Linked DNA regions of Mus musculus: region 1 is linked to region 2. A link is a contact called in public HiChIP or PLAC-seq data. All regions are on one chromosome and are shown on one strand. The core of a region is the stretch at or near the end of the contact, and the rest is flanking DNA. Distances in the headings are between cores, read along the strand shown.

Region 1 (2,700 bases), core at 112-2,611, 150 kb before region 2:
CCCTGGCAAGCACCTTCACTTGAACTAAAAAAGTCACATTTCAGCAATCCATTTGAAACTAAGTGGACCTCGCAGATGGAACCTTAGCAGAAAACTATCTTGTCAACAGTAGCAGTATTATTAAGGAAAGCATCTTGCCAAAGTTTAATAGCGTATTCATGAACAAGGTGAACATTGCTACACCACAGTACAGGCATTCACAAATAAAAGCAAAACACACACACAAAACGGGGGCCTTTCATAGTCCCTTACTAAAGAAACACAAGGAAAAGCACCTGTCACTTCAAACCACAATTTTAAGATAAAGTACCTACCCCCACCACTAATCTCTCGTGCGTGCTAACCATGTTATAACCTGGCAGCACGACACAGAAGATAACTTTTTCTACTCCAGAACTTTCGGATTTCAATGTTAAGAGTTTATTCTAAGCATTTCCCTTTCCGCCTCATTACTCCTGATGAGAAGCCAAAAGTCAAAGGCCTAATTCTGCAGTTCTGCAATCTGTTACACACAGACAAGACCATGCACTTTACACGTGCTTGAGACTGGCTGCTGTTGAAACGAATTTGCTCTCGGTGAAAACACTGGCGAGGAAAGCACTGGGCCAGTAGTAACTTGTTTTCCAGCCATCACGCCACTCCAAACGATCGCCACTGTGCTGGCACCGATCTCGCCTCTGCAGAACACCACCCTCGAAGCAGTTTGAGCCCTGGCCTTGAACCTGAGCAAGGCATCCCCAAAGACACCAGGTCCCCAAGCGCGCACCTACGCACGTGCGCGGAAGGCTGCAGCCGCGGGCCCCCTGCTTTGTTTTTTTGGGTTTGTAGTTTTTTTTTTTTTTTTAAACACACTATAGTCGCACGTCCCTGTTACGTGCCCGGCCTTCCAGCGCCCGCTCCCTCCGAGGAGGAAGGAAGCACCTAAGACGCAGGGGGGGCGACACGAGGGAGGAGGAGGGGTGCGCCTGGGAGGACGGGGCCCGTGCACAGAGGCCCGACGGCCCAGCGGCCGCCCTCACCGAAGTCCAGGAACTGCTTCATGGAGAGTGGCGACGGCGAGAAGCGCGCATAGAAGTCCACCTGGCCCGGAACGCCAAGCTCCGACGCCGGCCCGGAACCCGAGGCCGAGGCCGAGGCCAGGCTACGGCTGGCGCAGGGGACGGCGCAGAGCGGCCTGACGCTCGTGCCGCCCCGCAGCAGCCTTGCCAGCCTCATACCGAGCCCCGCCGGAGGAGCCGGAGCTCCGGGCGCCAACCTGCGGCTGTATGCCGCTGCCCGGGCGCTACGTGCGGGACGTGGCTGGCCGCGGGGGCGGGGAGCTGCTGTCAGCGCTGCGGCCACCGCCCCCTCGCTGGAACCACGCCCCCGTAGGCGGAGCACGGACAGCACGGAGGAGGGCGAAAGGCTGCGCTAGCCACCGCCCCTGGTTAAAGACACGCCCATGTAGGCGGGGCCCTGGGAGGACGGAGGCGGGGAAAGAAAAAAAAAAAGGGAGCGCTGCTGAGCTTTGTGGGGTGTGGTGCAGCTGAAACCACCCGGAGCGAGTGGCCGCCGTGGGAGCCCGGCTTAAACGATCCAGCTTGCGCTGTGTTGCACCCCTTTGCACCCTTTCGTACTTCCTCCGCCCTCCCAGTCTCAGCGGAAAAGCTCTAGGCTGTGCGAGATCGTTGGCAATGAGCCTGTTCTCATTGCCCTTGGATCATGCAAGCCCTTGATTTGCAGGTGCAGCCGAACAGTGGTACAAGAGTTGAACTTGGGGGTGTGGCTCTAAAGAATTCCACAGCAACGAAAGTCCCGGGAAGAGCGCGTTGAAACACTTTATGCAAGCAATATTGCCACAGTACTTAAAGACTACTCGCTCTTTTTCTGTTAACTCATCTTAGAGTTACAATGTGCCTGCTCCATCTTTTCAATGTATAGAGATAGTGAATGTAGAATTAGAACATATTTAATATCTAACCCCACGAAAATCACGTCTGTCTTCTGAACACTGTAAAGTCCCCATCCAACTACCCTAACATTTGCTGTGTCTTAGGTGCAAGAAAACTATCCTGCCACGTGTGAAGTTTATCAATTATGTAGAATACACACCGAATAACACTTCATAGCTCCATGCTGGTCGCTTTTGGGTTTTGTTTTGGTTTTGTTTATGTTTTATGAGACAGGGTTTCTCTGTATAGCCGTGACTGTCCTGGAACTCGCTCTGTAGACCATGCTGGCCTCGAACCCAGAAATCCACCTGCCTCTGCCTCCCAAGTGCTGGAATTAAAGGCATGCGCCACCACTGCCCCGCTCGCTATTGGGTTTTGAAAAAACACAAATCATGAAGTCTGGGATGTAGCTCATATCCAAAGCCCTGCGTTTCATCCCCAGCACAAGGAAAGAAAAAACAAAAGCAACCCCCCCCACCCCACCCCCCCACATTGTGTTGGCCCAGGTTTATAATTTCAGCGATCTGCAAGTGGAAGCAGCAATGTGGGAGGTGAGAATTCTAAGGTCATCCGAAATCATGCCAGCCTGTTATTCTGACTCCTATCTGAAAACAAAGAAACAAATACCTGCCCACCCTCCCCCAACATACACAGAAAAACAGAAATTAGATCAGAGTCCCTTTAAAGAAAGCTGTTATTCTGTATCCAACAAACTGTGTGTAGCACAAAGCGGGGATATTGTCCGCATGGAAACAAAAGCAAGTGGTTT
Region 2 (2,700 bases), core at 105-2,604:
CACTCCAACAAGGCCACGCCCACTCCAACAGGGCCACACCCACTCCAACAGGGCCATACCTCCAAATAGTGCCACTCCCTGGGTCAAGCATATACAAACCATCACACACATAGATACACGTTTATACTCCTACATACACATAAAGATACACACTTACAAACATACTGAAACATAGGCACACACTCATACACATTCACACAGACACACACACTTGTAATATACACTCACACACAGACATACTCTCTCAGAGACATGCTCACACACACACATACATACTCACACAGATACACACACACACACACACACACACACGTCCTCATAGACACATAGACACCCACATACACACAAAACATATACACACCTACACACTCACATATATTCACACACAGAACACATATACACACTTACACACTCACATATATTCACACGCACACACACACTCTTTCTCACACACACATCTTCATGACACATTCTTACACAGACACACATACTGAGACACACACACACAAGTAATTCTTCTGTGTGTCCTGAGAGATTTCCTCATGGTTATTCAACATGTACACATGCTTCATGTTCATGTACCTGTTAAATTCCATGGTAATCTAGGATTCCTGCTAATGCACAGGTAGTGGTGGGGTGGGGGGCAGAGAGGCAGCTTTGGTTCACCAGAGCTTTGTCTCATCACAAAACAAGGTTTCCAGGACCCTGGGGACCCTTCTAACTGCAGCTGAAACCACAGTCTCTTGCAATGTTACTGCCTCGTCTAAAGGCAAGTGCCTCTAGCCTGGGCCAGGTTTCTTTGTCTCCTGTCTAATGTAGCAGGCCATTCTGGCTGAGCTTTTTGTCCCAGAATGCCAGGTTTTGCCAACAGGCTCTCACAGTGTCTTAACAGACAGGCTAACAGACAGGCTGCCAAGCTCAGGCCCGGCGCTGGTTCATTATTCACAGGCAGGGCTCTCCTATGACACCCTGGCTGGCCTTGCTGTCACCTCTTTTTGTGGGAGCACTGTAACATCTTGGCTAATTGTGCAGCCAGTCACAGGTCCTGCCTTGTTCGGTAGATAAGCATGGTCAAGTTCCAAACCTACTGTGAACACAGGAGGCGGCTTCCCAGCTCTCCACAAAGCCCAGGCTGTTTAACTTTGGCACTCTGGGCTGGAGTGGTTAACACCTGAGACACATGCACAAAGAGTCACAGGAAGAGACAGTATGGTCACCAGAGCCCCAGCACTGGGCTTCTCTTCCCAGAATGGCATTCCCACCTTTCTCTGCCAGCTGGTTCCTCTCCATGCACTGCAAAACCTGCCTCCTGGGAGACACTGAAGCATCTGGCAGAGTCACTGCATCTCTGAAAGCTCTCTGTCAGTGTTTCCAAAGTGAGGTCCACATCAGAGACGCCAGAGCTTTTTAAAGACAAGGCTGGGTGCAGAGGTGGGAGGGGCTCATGAACTCTGACCCCTAGCTAAGGAGCTAACGGCCGGGGAGTCAGTTTTCTTATGGGTGTGGTCTTTGTTTGACCAAACTGCAGTGGATGACCCAGACGGATGTCTGGAAGGACAGAATAAACGGAACTGAATGGGCATGATAGTTTGAATGAAAATGGGCCCTATAGGCTCATAGGGAGTGGCAGTATTAGGGGATGTGGCCTTGTTGGAGTAGATGTGGCCTCATCGGAGGAAGTGTGTCACTGGGCGCAGGCTTTGAAGCTCAACCCTCACCGGGTGGCTCGCTCTCTCTGCTGCCTGCAGATCCAGATGTAGAGCCTTCTCCAGTACCATGTCTGTCATCATGCTTCCCACCATGATGATAACAGAGTAAACCTCTGAACCTGTAAGCCAGCCCCAATTAAAGGTTTTTCTTCATGAAGCAACTTTACATGCTCATTGTGTCTCTTTACAGCAAAAATAAATAAATAAATAAATAAATAAAACCCAGTATGTTATAAAAAAAAAGAGAGAGAGAGAAGACAGGAGGAGACATGAAGATAGATCTGAGAGGAATGGGGGTGAATATACCTAAAATACATTCTATTATGTATGCAAGTCTCAAAGAATTAATAAAATATTAGATTTTTGTGGAGAGAGTATCTTGTGTAAGGTACACAAGATACCTCACCTGTCAATTAAAAAATCCATGGCCTACGGCTTAGGCAGAAAATAGAGGCGGGAGGGGTACCAGAGCACAGGTAACCAGCCACAGCCACCCATGTGGCAGAGTGTAGGTTAAATAGGTATCTTTAGTTTTGATCTAGTCAGAGTAGAGCCTAGCTATATGGCCAAGGTATTTGTAAATATAATTTAAGTCTGAGTCTTATTTCCGGGAGCATCGGACTGGGAGGCAGAACCAGAGCTAAACTTCAACAGATTAAAAAAAAAAAAATCTATCTGGTTAACAAAGAAAAGACAGAAGCCGGGTGTGGTGGTGCACGCCTTTAATCCCAGCACTCGGGAGGCAGAGGCAGGCGGATTTCTGAGGCCAGCCTGGTCTACAAAGTGAGTTCCAGGACAGCCAGGGCTATACAGAGAAACCCTGTCTCGAAAACAAAACAAAACAAAACAAAACAAAACAAAACAAAACAAAAAAACCAACCAACCAACCAAAGAAAAGACAGGTCTGAAGTTCCACTTCAAACCTTCGAAAGTTAGAATGGCTTGGAGCAGGGCTTGTATCTGCTTATCAGGCCCCCAGGTGAAAGACTCA

What was found. HiChIP or PLAC-seq counts read pairs in DNA pulled down with a chosen protein or histone mark.
Region 1: a contact with region 2 is called in an H3K27ac HiChIP or PLAC-seq map of embryonic stem cells, with 10 read pairs. The contact joins the promoter of Pdk1 here to the promoter of Platr26 in region 2. A contact is called at or near these places in 4 of 39 promoter capture datasets (cranial neural crest, embryonic stem cells and second pharyngeal arch cranial neural crest) and 2 of 115 datasets of contacts at active chromatin or transcription factors (both in embryonic stem cells).

What each region holds. Positions count from the first base shown.
Region 1 is chr2:71,871,885-71,874,584 of GRCm38.p6, reverse strand. Pdk1 (pyruvate dehydrogenase kinase, isoenzyme 1) reads right to left here and starts at 1,361. Exons shown (of 11, transcript NM_172665.5): 1 at 1,020-1,361. The coding sequence starts at 1,215.
Region 2 is chr2:71,718,071-71,720,770 of GRCm38.p6, reverse strand. Platr26 (pluripotency associated transcript 26) reads right to left here and starts at 1,354. Exons shown (of 4, transcript NR_037979.1): 1 at 1,263-1,354.